3 separate regions of the Mus musculus genome follow, and all the other regions are linked to region 1. Evidence: chromatin contacts called from public HiChIP or PLAC-seq and capture Hi-C data. All regions are on one chromosome and are shown on one strand. Each heading gives the region's core, a stretch centred on a gene start, on an enhancer-like site or on the middle of the called end of the contact. The rest is flanking DNA. Distances are from core to core; before and after follow the strand shown.

Region 1 (4,892 bases), core at 680-3,179:
GAACATAGGAAGGGAGAGTGTCATCTCAGGAGGGTGCTCTCTCTGCCCCTCCGAAGGGATCTGTCTCCTCCAAGGGAGGTTTCAGAATCTTCTTGGCTCAGACAATGAAGCTACGAGGGGAGAAGAGCCTTGACCGTGAACATCCCAGTCCTGCATGTCCCTGAGCACTGATATCCTGTGTGTCAGCTGGGCACATAGGATTGTGCCTGAGAGGCAGAGTAGGAAAGTCAGTGAGCAGACCCTGTCACTGCACTGTCCCTGCCTGTCTATCCACACAGGAGCTCCGAGAGTCCCACCCTAGAGACAAAATTAATTGCTAGTCCTAGCAATTCTGTACCTACTCCTGCTCTCATATCCAAATCTCCCCCAATTTTCTTTTTTGTTGTTGTTGCTATCTTGAGACAAGGTTTCTCTGTGTAACCTTGGTGACTTAGAACTCACTATGTAGACTAAGCTGGCTTTGAACTCAAGAAACCCACCTGACTCCCAAATGCTAGGATCAAAGGCATGTGTGACCACGTCAGGCTGAGGGACCCCATTTTGATAAGGGATTTTACCTGGGGCTGGGCTGCAGTGGTATTAAAAGTAAACAGCTCTCCAGTCCTACAGGGAAGAGAGGAACCCTACAATTACGCTCAGCACTTGGGAAGAAGGCAGAGGCTGTGAGGTCCCCTCTCTCTTACCCTCAATACCTGAGCACAAAATTGTCCACACGGTTGACTCGGAGCTGGTAAGTGGTATTGACGGGTGACAGGGTAGACACGTCCACATAGAAAAACTGGATCTCAGACTCATTCTTGGTGGGGGGCTGACACAGAGTTCGTTCCACTTTTTGGTAGAGGTACTTCCGCTGATATCTATGGTCCAAGACAGAGAAGAGTGTGACTAGTCCCAGCCAGCCTGAGTTCTTCCTATCAGGTCCCCATATTTCCCATTCCCTGGGCTGACAAAGTTACCCTCCTGCCACTGGGCTCAGGGAGAAGGGAGAAAAACAAAAAGGTTCCCCGGGTGAGGGTCCCTGAAAACCTGGCAAGGATGCCCCTCCCTACATCCCCAGGTCTTACTCACAGTCCTCGAAGGATTAGGGGCACCTGGAAGGACACAACAGCCTCCTTCTGGCGGACCACAAACAGCAAAGGCGCCCCTTTCTGCTTGTTCAGGACATTCACAGACACTCGCACACCCTCGGTCTGCAGAGAAGGAGGCATCCTCTTTCAAACTCAGCTCTCTGTTCCTCAGACACATGACTCTACAGACTGCAGGCTGAGCTCTGCCCTGTGCCGTCCATCCTGGCCAGCCAGGACACTGTCTGTGCTTCTCCTTGTGAGGGAACAGGCCAAGTTTCTAGAAATGACTGACACTGTCCGGTCCGAGGCTTGAAGAAGCTCGCTCTTGGAAGAACGGGTATACAGAGCAGCAGAACCCAGGCAACAGCAGGGATATGCAGCGGAGACCTTAGAAGGTTCCAGGATAGCCCACATGCACACACATGTTATAGACACGTGTCTACACACGTCCCTGTGCACACACTGTCACGGGAGATCAAGACGTGCCCTCAAGCCCTCAATCTTCTTCCTCATGAACTAGGAAAGCAGCAAGAAGCTCCGGTTCCACTGCTACTCTGGAGGCCAGAGCCCTGCAGGGAGGGGTGTAGGGAACTGTGTCGAAATACAAGTTGTCTCTCTAGTTCTGACCATGGGCCAAGCTCTGAAGTGACTTTCCATCTGAACCTTGATTCACCCTCTCTAAGAAAATAAAGAAATAACCCACCCTCTCTGCTGCGGACAAAGCTACACAGGACAGTGGGCGTTTAAAAGTGAAGAAATCACAACTGCAGACAACTAGTTACTAGGTTGCTGAAACCAAATCTAGGGGTAACGTTTCCCTGAGGGGTAGGTGCCACTTCCGGGATGATCCTGGAAATGGTACTCAAAAGGGGAGATCAGACTTCAAGGAAATGGATCCTGATGGTTGATCATGGCCTGCCAGAAACCAAACTCCTCTCCCTCCCAAAGAAAGCCTCAGGTGCCTCCTCCTCAACTCCAGTGCTTCCGAGTCAATCCAGATCGGGCCTTGGAGAATGAGCAAGAGAGCTAGGCAGGCCACACAGCCAGGCAGCAAGAATCTCCCAGGCTGTGCTCTGCCTGGGCCCAGCTCTGCCAGCCTTCTTTCTACTTTCACTACTGGGAAGAAATGAGTAAGAAGTCGGAGATAGTTCTGTCTTAGAAACAAACTCCCTTTTCTCTTGCCACTCAGCCTTCGAGGGCCTTATCTTGTCACCTTCAACTTACAAGGCCAGCTGGCTTTCTGAGGCAAGGAGGTCTGTCTCCTTCACCTCCCTGTGACCGAGCTCTTTCAATTCTAAGTTGGCCCCATCTGGAGTTGTCTGAGCCACGCAAGGCTGGGAGCCTGTTTTCCCCTCACCCCGACCTCACAGACTGAGAGCTAGATTGAGAGCCAGGTCACAGAGCAGACCAGACCGGTCCTGATCACAGCTGGTGGCAGGGAACTTCCCAAGCTGCCCCGCTGGAGCTGCCCGGGAATGCTGGTGGAAACCAGGTCTTGGCAGGGGGAGGGCGGCTCAAAGGCTGGCGGAGAGGAAAGGGGCAGCATCAAGTCCAGGCCGGGCGCCCACCCGCTCGGCCGCCCGTGGAGTCCCGCGCTCACCCGGTTGCGGGTCACGGTGTGGTTGAAGGTGTAGATGTTGACCAGCTCGCTGTTGACGTCGTCCGCGTAGGTGCGCTCAAACTCCGCGTCTTTCTGCGAGACGTTCTTGGGCCCCAGGGCCCCCAGGTGGCTCTCGACGGAGGCCACCAAGAGCACGCACAAGGGCAGACGCCAGGCGATCATGGCCCGGGACGGCGGGGATTGGCGACGGGACGGCGACCGGGCGCGTTGCGGCTGCCGCAGCAGCTTCCAGCATCTCACCGGGACCAGAACTTTAACCCCGGCCTCAGATAGGACGCGTCCCCTCCCTGGAGCCGCTCCTGGGCCTCGCGCGGATCCCGGCTCGCGAGGGCGGCACCGCGACCCGCTACCCCAGCCCGGCCCAGCCCGGCCCAGCCCGGCTGGAGACCCGGCGTCCGCTCGCGCCCGGAGAGCCGAGGCGGCGGTGGCCCTGGCCCGAAGGCTTCCCGGACGCGGGCCCTTTAAGGGCGGCGGACGCGGCGCAGAACTCGGAGCTACCAGGAGCTGCGCCGCGGTAAACAGCGGGCTGTGCCCGCCCGCTTACGTCATGGGAAACCGACGCGGATTTAAAGGGCCAGGCTGCCTCTACTTCCCACGCAGCCGTCGCCGCCTCCTTCCTTCGCTGTCCTGTGAGCGTCTGGAGTTGGGTTTTTCACGAAGGATCACTAAGTATTGGATTCTTGCTTTTGTGGTCCGCGTTTTTTTGGCTTTTTGAGACGGCTCACATAACTCAGGCTGGTCTGGAACTGGTCGTGTAAGTTTGGAGAGTCTTGAACGCCTGATCCTCCTCCCACCTCTACTGCTGGGTGTTGGCATTGCTGGCAAGATTCACAGAGCCCAGTAAGTGCAGGGTCTTGCTGACAGATGATTTCTTTGCTCAAGACAGGAATTGTGCTCCAAAATCATTACCCCAGCATCATTCTTTTTCCCTCATTGGCTCATAAAAGCGCCTGCCCACTGAGAGCAGCTCAGCGGCCGCTCCCCTCTCACAGTAGAGGGGATAACCAGAACCAGGGCACCATAACCAGGATGCCTTCCAACCTGTGAGCTCTGTCCCTACTCTGCAGAAACTGCTTTGTTTGTTTGAACAAAGCCCACGGAAAGATTCTGACCTTTCGTTGTCAACTGGCAAAAACCTTTCTGAGGAACTGTTTTGGCTTAGGCTTAAAAGAGCTCTATACCCTTCAACCCAGTCATTCCACTCCAGGGACTGTGTCCTACGAATAAGAAATACAAATAAAATATGGGGACAGCAATTTGCATCCCTGTGATCTTGAGAAAGCTCAAAGGAAACTGCTTGTTCACAGTGAAGGAAGAGGTGGTCAGAGATACTACTATGAAGTTAAGCAGATAGATTCTTAATACCATCAAAGGGACATCTAAGGAGGGAATTCAAGAATAACATTATATAAGTGGTATATAATCCAAACTTCAGACATAAATAGGAAAATATGCACAAGAACCGAGCTGAGATGGCTTATCAGGAAGAGGCACTTGCCATGGAAAGCCCGGCCTGAGCTCTACACCAGGGAGGAGAGAACTAACTCCACAAATTTGTTCTCTGACTTCCACAGACACCTGGCAACATGTGCTTGCGCACTTCACACACAGACACATGAACAATAATAAATTATATATATATATATACACACACACACACACACACACACACACATGTACAAGGGTGGATGAAGTGTCTCAGTGGGTGCGGGTGCTTGCCAAGATGCCTGATGACCATCTCTGGGACCCAAAAGGTGGAAGAGGGGAAAAACCTGACTCTGCAAGTTGTCATCCGCCCTCCACATGCATGCTGTAGCACCTCTGAAACATACACATATACACAATATGTAATTAAAGGTCATTACAAAGAACACAGACACACACACAGACACACAGACACACACATACACACACACACACACTTGGGTTCCATCCTGTTAGGAAAAGTATCGGTTCAGGGAGCCCCAAACCAAGTTCTCAGCACAAAGGAAGATTGATTTGCCACAGAAGGCATGGAATATGAGACAAAGACAGGAGACAGTGGATGAGGGAGAAGGGGAAGGGGTATTTGAGGACAAAGGACTGCCTCTGGCTAGAGAGGAGACAAATGTGGCCCATAGGGAAATGATGGTTTATAAAGGTAAAATGGGAAACTCCATGTTAGGATGAGGCGTTTAATTTTAATTGGGCATGTTAATTAGGCG
Region 2 (4,892 bases), core at 986-3,485, 1.2 Mb before region 1:
AGAAAAGTTGACTATTAAGGACAAAATATAGTTTAGTATATATTTTATAAAAAAAAAAAAAACCTAGAAGGAAGAACCCTGATTTTTTTCCCCACAAAATAATGAGAACTGTTGGCAGCACACATGTGAAACAGCAGCACTTGAGAGGCAAAAGCAGGATACTATGAGTTTGAGGCCAAGTCCATATAGTGAGATGCAGGCCACAAGCATCATGAGCCCTTGTGTCAAGTAAGAAAAGGAAAAGTTGAAGGGCTGGAGAGATGGCTCAGCCGTTAAAAATACTGTCTATTCTTCCAGAAGTCCTGAGTTCAATTCCCAGCATCCACATGCTGGCTCACAACCATCTATAAGATCATACATCAAGTTGTTTGGTTTTTTTTTTTTAAAGATTTATTTATTTATTATATGTAAGTACACTGTAGCTGTCTTCAGACACACCAGAAGAGGGCGTCAGATCTTGTTACGGATGGTTGTGAGCCACCATGTGGTTGCTGGGACTTGAACACTGGACCTTTGGAAGAGCAGTCAGGTACTCTTACCCACTGAGCCATCTCACCAGCCCCAAGTTGTTTGTTTTAAAAGGTTGAGAATCTAGAAATGCTAGGACTTGAATATTTTGTAATGTACACATGTATAGAAACAACACAAAATGCCCCATAACTCTGTACAATTTTTAGGTATCGATTTTCTTTTTTAAAGAAGCACGTATGAGTCTCTCATTTTTCTTTTTCTGAGTTGGGATTGTAGGTCTGAACACTATAGGTTAGTGCCCTGCTGCATGTACATCTGCAGGCCAGAAGAGGGCATCAAATCCCTCTCATAGAGGGTTGTGAGCGACGATGTGGGTGCTGGGAATTGAACTCAGGACCTCTGCAAGAATAGACAGTGTGCTTTTCTTTTTTTTTTCTTTTTTTCTTTTATTATTTTGGGGGGTGGTGTGGCCTCCAGATAGGGTTTCTTTGTGTATAACCATGACTTTCCTGGAACTCGCTTTGTAGATGAGACTGGCCTAGAATTCAGAGATCCGTCTGCCTTTCCCTCCTCAGTGCTGGGATTAAAGGCATGTGCCACTGAAAGACCCACAACATGAGGACTCCCCCACGTTCTGACTCAGGAGAGGCGACACCCCAAAATCACCAACGAGAAAACGGTCTTGTTGCAAATTGCAAGAGGATTTTTATTCAAGAGTGCTCTCGGGCCCACGGTCATACACCACGCAGGGGTAGAGGACTGTGGCGCCCCGAGTAGCTGAGTAAGGGGGTATTTAAAGGAGAAAAACCACAACTCAAGGAGGTGGGAAGGGCGTTGTTGGAAAATACCAAAAATACCAGGTAAGAGTCACAAGGAAGTACAAAGTCACAGGTGTCACAAGGAATACCTGGTAATTGTTAACTCTCAAGACAGTTTCTAAGAGCCCCTAACAATAGCACATTTGCATTGCAGCTTCCGGTAATGGTCAGGGTGACTTTCTTTGAATGAATACTCCTTGAACTCAGGAAGTGGGTGGGTGGAGGAATGTCACTATCTGTTTTATGATTAGCATACCTTGGAGCACTGAGTTTACTACTCTTTCACCACCACGCCCAGCTGTGTTATTTTTTATTTTATTTTATTATTATTATTTTTTATCAATTTTGAAACTGGACCTCAATAGCCCAGGCTGGCCTCAAATTTACCAAGTTACTTACTGAGTCTGATCTTGAACTTCTAATCCTTCTACCTCCACCTCCAAAGCGCTAGGATAGCAGTTATGCACCAGCTTGCCTGACTCATAGTTTTCTTTAGCAAGTAAAAACACAGGACACAGATAAATCCTAATCTCAGATGAAGGAAGAGAAAGTATGCTCCTGTGACATAGGGTATCGCGAGGAAAAGGGCTATCGCGCCACAGAGATGCTATAAAAGGGCTTTTAAACATGCTTGGACTTTTCCTTGAAGAGTGTCTAAACTGTGGATTAGGCCTATCTAGGAGAGACTGTAGGCCAAATGAGCCTTGTCTTTGAGATGACAGTTTCTAGTTGGAGAAAAGAAATCCACTAGCCTGGCCTTCCACCTTTGGCCACTAGATGTCACAACCGACTCAGTTGCGGAAACCATAGATAAGCGGGCTGCTAGACCGCCTAGTGCCCGGGGCCGCTCTATCCCAGCGCCGCGTCTCTGCTTCCGCCACCACCGGCCGCAGCAGAGGGGCGGGGTGGCGGCGCAGTGGCGGGGCACGTCTCGCGATCGTTCCTTCAGACTCTCGCTTTGTTTTGATTTATTTATCTTTTTCCCTAACGACTGACAACAGGCGGCTTGTTGCACTTAGGGATCCTTGAAGTGGCTGGGCCTGAGAGTGAGACCCCAGTCCTCGGCTGGGGTTCTTTCCAAATAGAAGAAACGGATCCAGAGGGGCTACAGGTAATTGGTGCTCCCGCCAGCGTTCTTTGCTCTCTGCGCCCCACCAACTGCCCTGGATCCTTGACTCTCCGAGAACCCGGTGGGATCCTATCTTCAAAACGGGCGGAAGTAGAGGTGATGCTCTGAGGATTAGTGGATGGGGCCGAGGCTGGAATTTGCCTTCTCTCAGGACCATCCTGTCCCATCCCCATACCCTCCACCTCTGGCAGAAGCCTCAACAGCTGTGCGAAAACTGACCAAACCTGAGACGGACGGCCGGCCGCAGTCTGGCTGTGCATGCTGTGCTTCCCTGCCTGCATCTTATGTAGAGCTTTTGGGTTGCTGCTGGGAAGGGTTGGATACCGTTTTCCACTGCACTTCTCTTGGCACCCAGCCAATGCTAGCTAAATAATGCTCTTGGGTCAGGAAACTTTCCTTTGGGGGAAAGCTTGGATCGGGGTGAATGCATCTCTGCACCGAGGCTGGATGTATATCCCATGATAGGAGCTATGTAATCGTATTTCCTTTTGCTTAGACCAAAATTGTTGAGAACCAGACATACGATGAGCGTCTAGAGATTAACGACTCGGAAGAGGTTGCCAGTATTAGCACTCCAACCCCAGGACAGCAAGGTAAGAGAAGATGAGAGACAAAAAAAAGGGAGGTGATTTTCAAACAAGTGGCGCAGATAGGATTCAGGTTGTATTCAGCAAGCTCTTAGCAAGTGTTGACCTCCTGCTTTAACTTGGCGCTGATTTTGCTTTCTCACTAGTTGAGGGAGAAACCAGTCCATCAGATTTTGGGATCTTTGAGTGCAAACTTATCCCCTGTCATTTTTAACTCGCTGTTACTGCTAGTAGATTCTGGCACAGGTTCGCTGTGTTTTGGGTTTTTTTAATTTTTTAATTTAATTTAATTTAAATTTAATTTAATTTAATTTTTAAATTACTATTTTAGAAATGTTTATGTGTATGTATGTTATTTGCTTGCATGTTTTTCTGTGAACCACCTGCCTGCCTGGTGCCCTCAGAGACCAGAAGAGGATGTTGTCAGATCTCCTTGAACTGGAGTTACACATGGTAATGAGCTGCTCTAGTGTGGGTGCTGGGAACTGAACCCTGGGTCCTCTGGAAGATCAGCCAGTGCTCTCAATCGTTGAGCCATCTCTCCAGCCTGGCTCACTGTGCTTTTGTTTCTAACAATTCATTAAGATGCTTCATCACTTGCCCTTAACTTGCCATCCCAGCTTTAATCGAAACAGAGTTTTATCAGAAGACTTGATGCCATTCATTTATTCACCTAACCTTTTTTTCTTTCTTTCTTTCTTTTTTTTTTTTTGTTTTTTTTGTTTTTTTGAGACAGGGTTCCTCTGCATAGCCCTGGCTGTCCTGGAACTCACTTTGTAGACCAGGCTGGTCTCGAACTCAGAAATCCGCCTGCCTCTGCCTCCCAAGTGCTGGGGTTAATGGCGTGCGCCACCACGCCCAGCCCTCACCTAACCTTTTTTGGTTTTGTTTTGTTTTTCTTTTTTTGAGACAGGGTTTCTCTGTATAGTCCTGGCTGCCCTGTAATTCATTCTAGACAAGGCTGGTCTCCAACTCAGAGATGTGCCTGCCTCTGCCTCCCCATTGCTGAGAGTGAAGGTGTGCACCAGTATTCTCAGCTCACCTAACATGTTTGAATGCTTGCTATGTGCCATGTTAGCACAACAGCAAACAAAAGACACATCCCTGCCAACCTGACACTTGGAATCTTAGAAGAAAGATGGCCGGTGACTAGACAGTCTTCATGAAGAATGTCATGTGTGCAGGATGGAGGCAAATGGTTTACTGCTATGAAGCATAATGGTGGTGGGTGGGGATCGATTTGTGGCCAGGGAAGACTCAAGAGGAAAGACCAGTGCCTGGTGAGAGGGCAGTGTGTTATGGTCTGATCAGAAGGGAGGCGAGAGGCTTATCAAGCAGAAGTCCAGAGGCTGTTGCTGTCACATGGAGAATTTATTGGAGGGTTCTCAGGTGAGATTGGGGTGGTGAGTGAAAGTACTGTGGCAGTGGCTGGGTTGCCATGGTAATGGCTTGGACTGTGGCACGGATAGAGACATGGCACAGATACAGCATAGATTGCCCTTACAGAATCATTAAGGCTTGCTCCTGCGTTAGATTTGAGTCCTCAGTTGGGGATGACTGTTGTTTACTGTGGTAAAATACACATGGTGTAGAATGCTATTTTAGCACTTCAAGTGTAAGGTTAAATGGCTTTGAGGACATTTACATTTTGTGATAACCGTCACCACTGGCTTAGTTATTTCTCTATTGCTGTGATAAGACACCTTGGCCAAGGCAAGTTATAGGAGAAAGTTTATCTGGGGCTTACAGTTTCAGGGGATTAGAATCCACGGTAGCTGAGAAAAATCATGGCAGCAGGAACAGCTGAGAGTTTATATCTTTAGACAACAACCATGAAGCGTAGAGAGCTGAATGGGAACGGCATGGGGTTTTGAAACCTCAAAGCCC
Region 3 (4,892 bases), core at 1,550-4,049, 1.0 Mb before region 1:
GTGGGGGATAGAGGTAAGAGGTGGATTTGCTGAGAATTCCAGGAGAGGGAGGTGTGCACATGAAAATGATTATAAAAGTTGTTACACAAATGTATGACACCTCCAAAAAATAAAAACAAGTGCAGAAAGTGCAAGCAGTAGTTTTATAGTGGAAGACCTTGTCAGCTCAATAGATGGCATGAATACCACAGATCTCTTAATATGTCATCAGGGTGATCTGTCTCTGTGGTTCTTGCTCTTTTTTTCCTTTTCTTTTCTTTTCTTTTTTTTTTTTTTTTTCTGAGACAGGGTTTCTCTGTGTAGCCCTGGCTGTCCTGGAACTCACTCTGTAGACCAGGCTGGCCTCGAACTCGGAAATCTGCCTGCCTCTGCCTCCCCAGTGCTGGGATTAGAGGCGTGCGCCTGGCGGTTCTTGTTCTTTTTTTTGTTTTCTTTTAAAGATTGATTTATTTTCTATGAATACACATCGGATCCCATTATAGATGGCTGTGAGCCACTATGTCACTGCTGGGAATTGAACTCAGGACCTCTGGAAGAGCAGTCAGTGCTCTTAACCACTGAGCCATCTCTCCAGCCCCTGTGGTTCTTGTTCTTAAAATCCCTAATTCCAGGCTAATCATTAGAGAAACCCAAGATAACCAGTTTGGAGAACATTCTTCAAAATATCCAGGCAGACACCTCCAAGTGGCCAAATCATGAAAGTAGAGATCAGATATAAGAAAGGGGAGATTGCAGACACAAGAAACTAGTTCTAAGGTAATATCCTATATTTGTAGACTCAAAATATATGAATGGAAAAGCGGGTGAAACATAAGTAAAATTTATAGCTTAGTTAAGGGAAAAGAAAAACAAAACAAAAAAATAGACTTTCACCTTTCTGGGGGAACTATGATAATAATTACTGACTTCTTTCTCTAGCTACATGCCCTAGGGAACTGAAAGATCTAGTCAGTAGTCAGTATCAAATACTTTAACATTCACACTTAATACACCAGCCTGGGCTGGAGAGATGGCTGCTCTTCCAAAGGTCCTGAGTTCAATCCCCAGCAATCACATGGTGGCTCACAACCATCCGTAATAGGATCTGACGCCCTCTTCTGGTGTGTCTGGAGACAGCTATAGTGTACTCACATACATAAATAAATAAATCTTAAAAAAAAAAAAGCCCCAGCCTATGCTGCAGAGCACAGTCTACGTAACCTTCTGTTCCCTCAGAGCCCTCAGGTCTCAGTACTTCTGGCAGAACAAGTTATCTTACAGTTACAACAGTGGAAAGGTTTTATGTTGTTTCTTGACCAAAGTTTACCTTGATAATGTCTTTCATTTTGGATTTCATCAATAAAATCAGTTTTAAATTTCTGAATACAAGCTACCTAAAAGATGCAAAAGTCATACGGCCGGAAAAATACTCTCTACGAAATATTAAAAATAGCACCTCAAACCATCAAAGTCCAAACGTCAAAGCCTTTTGGTTGTATTGGTGTAAAAATTGTAGTACGTTGCTTCAGATCACCTAATGATTTTTTACTAAGGAAATTCTTTGGAAAACAGCTATTGGCAGCCTCAGGTTCCATAGGAAGGAATCCAGTATTTATAGACTCTGGCTGGCACTTTAAGGGTTTAAATAGCTCACTAGCTGGTGATGAAGGGGAGAAAAAAAAGAATTACTAAATATGCAAACAGGTTGGAAAGCTCAAAATTACAAGTTTTTAAAATTCCACCTCAGAGGGCTGGAGAGATGGCTCAGCGGATAAGAGCACTGGCTGCTCTTCCAGAGGTGCTGAGTTCAATTCCCAGCAACCACATGGTGACTCACAACCATCTGTAATGGGATCCAATGGCCTTCTCTGGTGTGTCTGAAAACAGCTAGTGTACTCACATAAGTAAAATAAATAAATCTTTGAAAAAAAATCCACCTTCAATTCACATTTCATAACCAAATTTGAACATTTGGAAATAGGACCTTCAACCACTTAATACAATACAGAAAAGAAGAAATTGTAAACTTAATCTCCTGCTTCAAAAATACAGTAATTTTCTACTCAGAAGAGAACTGTATCGATTGAACATACTGCTCAGGCTTATAACTACTCAGTGTTTATCTGAGAGACCGCGGTCTATCAGAATTTTCAAACAAAACAACCTCACGAATGCCAAGCCAAGGTTCTGAAGACGACTGCTGACAGGCGTCGCTTTCTGTGCTGACTGGGGAGGGGATATTCACCCCTACGTTCCAAATTCCCTTCATCGGACGCAGAATTCTCTAGGCTCTAACCAGGATGGTAAGCAAACATAACTTTCAAAGATCTCTCACCCGTCTTTAAAATTTCTGATGGCTTTCAAATACTTCGCTGAGACGCAGACCAGCTATGAGGTCTGATGTGTGACCTCTCTCTCCCCTGTTACCGACCTCCCTTCCCAACTCTCCCGGCACGGTAAGGGGGCATCACGGCGTTCGCGGCGGAGTGAGGCCGGGCAGAGTTACACGACCCACTCGCTCCCCGGCCGAGCTAGGACCCTGCAGCTTGTGAGCTCTAAGCAGCCGCGGGCAGGCCAGGCGAGGCTGCGGCCTTACAGTGGCCTCCTGGAAGCCCTCCCGACGCCCACGGCCCCTTGGTGCCGCAGCACAATCCCTCCCCTCGCGAGCCTCTCCCGGGCTGCGCTCACCGGCTACCATCGACGGTGCCTTCTCCGCGAAGTTACGGATGAACTTGGCCATGGTCTAAGGTGGAAGGTACGTCTCCCCGAACCGCCGGCTGAATGTCACCCCCGGAAGGACCCGCGGCAGGACCCCTTCCCCATTTCCAAGGTCAGGCTGCCCCTCTCTGTGCCTGTTCAAAACATATAGGTATTGATTCCCTGTTTGTGGCATCTCATTAGTCAGTTTACTTTGTTCACTCCAAGTAAAAACCTAGATATAAAAAAAAATGAGGCGCGATAACACGTGAAGAATCCTGAGATTCCTCAGGGAGCAGGCATTACTTGGGACAGCTATTCATGTTGGTCCGGAAGATCGGTGAAGTGGGGGAAATGCGCATGCGTTATTGGTTTTCTTGGCTTGATCGCCACATTAGCTTGCGGCAGTTTTATAGCTTTTCAGAAAACATGGAAAACGAGGCTGGAGGGCTTCATAAGATGCTTGTGGGCCTATACGTTCGCTTTAAAGGCATAGCAGGTCTGAGGTCAAATAGGAGCTTTAAGGGGCCACATAGGCGTTACATTATGTGACTCACCCATTCACCGACTTCTTTAATTGACTTTTTATAATTCCGTTTTCCTCCGCAGCCAGTATCAGAATTGGGATCCAATCCGGTTTTTCAAACAAGCCAGTAGGAGCTGTGCGGACAAGAGGAAGAAAGTCATGTGTGTTGAGGGTGTTGCACTGTGCCAGGCATTTTGTAATTTGGTGGAAGCATGCTTTGGGCATTATCCCCTTAGAGACCAAGATTCCTAAATAGTCATAGAAGGAGTCAGTTGCAAGATAAATACGCAAAGGAACATAAGGTTAAGCGTGGTGCTGATCTGGGAAGGCGTAGAGATTCTTGGTGTATAAGAAAATATACAAATTCCAAAGGCTGTAACTTTGACATTATGAATGAAAACAACAAAAACAAACCAGGAAACCCAAAAACTATGTAGGAAAGTAACATTTGATGAGGAGAACAAGTTCTGGAAAAGCCCAATCTTTAGAAGAAAAACTGAGGGGCTGGAGAGATGGCTCAGCATTATGAGCACTGACTGCGCTTAGGTTAGGAGTTCAAATCCCAACAACCACATGGTGGCTCACAACCATCTGTGATGAGATCTGATGCCCTCTTCTGGTGTGTCTGAAGACAGCGACAGTGTACTTACATATAATAATAAATACATCTTTTAAAACAAAACAAAAAAAAACCTGAAGTAAAATTCATGGGGTGGTTAGAAAAGTTAGAAGTGGGATCAAGGAATCAGTGAGGGAGAGACATGCTGCCTTAGACAGTGAAGTCAAATTAAAGCAGGAAAGATAACCTGAAACCCACATTATACCAGCATACAGGAGCCTGAAGATTGGAAGTTACAGGCCAGTCTGGACCGAGGTAAGACAGGCCAGCTAATTATGAGTATGAACATCTGTGACATTAACTAGAAAAGGTTTCAAACCCTTAGAAACCAGATTGCAGCAATGAAGAAATATGGAAGCAAGAGAATATAAGTCAGACAACCCAAGAGGAAGGTGGAGCTCAGGAGTCCAGGACAGGGAGACAGCAAAGAAGGCAGAGGAGTTTGTTTGGGAATGGTGGGACCTCTTCCTTAAACGGGGTGAAGGGAGAAAAGTTTCCAAGTGAGGAGTCTGACACATGCCACCTGTGTGAAAAGGGAGTGGTGAGCAAGGCTACATTTCAGAGTGTCTGAAGGACACAGAGAAGAGCAGAGAAGGGCAGTGGTGGAGTCGACTGGTCTGTGGGCTGTACAGTTGCCTGTAGTTTAGGTAGCAGAGGGTAATGGTTAAATTAACCTAAGCTGAGATCCTGCATGCCACAGGTATGGGAATAGAATAAGGACATGGTGGCAAAGTATTAAAAGGTCTGTTATTTAGGTTGGATAGTGAAGCCATAAAGGAACTAATTAGAGTCTAAGCTCTTAAGACTTTCTCCCGAAGACAGCCGGAGGGTACCTCTAGAGCAGTGGCTCTCAACCTTCCTAACGCTGCCACCCTTTAATACAGTTCCTCATGTTATGATGACCCCAGCCATGAAACGATTTTTTGTTGCTCCTTCATAATGTAATGTTGCTGCTGTTGTGAACTGTAAATGTGTGTTTTCTGATGGTCTTAGGTAACTCACAGAGAAGCACTGCTCTGAAGGTCTTTAGTGAGGCGTTAGGTCAGCCAGGTGATACACATTTGCTGGCAC

Evidence for each region. HiChIP or PLAC-seq counts read pairs in DNA pulled down with a chosen protein or histone mark. Capture Hi-C pulls out chosen DNA fragments and counts their contacts.
Region 2: an H3K4me3 HiChIP or PLAC-seq map of pro-B cells shows a contact between it and region 1, with 4 times the contacts expected there. The contact joins the promoter of Ift46 here to the promoter of A830035O19Rik in region 1. A contact is called at or near these places in 2 of 39 promoter capture datasets (hippocampal neurons and liver), 1 of 484 Hi-C or Micro-C datasets (B cells), 4 of 115 datasets of contacts at active chromatin or transcription factors (astrocytes, extraembryonic endoderm stem cells, microglia and 1 more) and 1 of 9 other capture datasets (liver).
Region 3: a capture Hi-C map of embryonic stem cells shows a contact between it and region 1, with 5 times the contacts expected there. The contact joins the promoter of Atp5l here to the promoter of A830035O19Rik in region 1. A contact is called at or near these places in 4 of 39 promoter capture datasets (erythroid cells, hippocampal neurons, liver and 1 more), 3 of 115 datasets of contacts at active chromatin or transcription factors (differentiating embryonic stem cells, embryonic forebrain and pro-B cells) and 2 of 9 other capture datasets (embryonic stem cells and liver).

Annotation. Positions count from the first base shown.
Region 1 is chr9:45,952,057-45,956,948 of GRCm38.p6, forward strand. It overlaps A830035O19Rik (RIKEN cDNA A830035O19 gene), which reads left to right and starts at 1,930. Exons shown (of 1, transcript NR_152206.1): 1 at 1,930-3,942. Sidt2 (SID1 transmembrane family, member 2) reads right to left here and starts at 3,193. Exons shown (of 26, transcript NM_172257.4): 1 at 2,668-3,193; 2 at 1,069-1,190; 3 at 693-857; 4 at 558-603. The coding sequence starts at 2,850.
Region 2 is chr9:44,770,774-44,775,665 of GRCm38.p6, forward strand. Ift46 (intraflagellar transport 46) reads left to right here and starts at 2,236. Exons shown (of 12, transcript NM_023831.3): 1 at 2,236-2,400; 2 at 2,915-3,011.
Region 3 is chr9:44,917,943-44,922,834 of GRCm38.p6, forward strand. It overlaps Atp5l (ATP synthase, H+ transporting, mitochondrial F0 complex, subunit G), which reads right to left and starts at 2,800. Exons shown (of 3, transcript NM_013795.5): 1 at 2,668-2,800. The coding sequence starts at 2,719. It overlaps Gm30934 (a long non-coding RNA gene), which reads left to right and starts at 2,785. Exons shown (of 2, transcript XR_379340.4): 1 at 2,785-3,175; 2 at 3,286-4,892.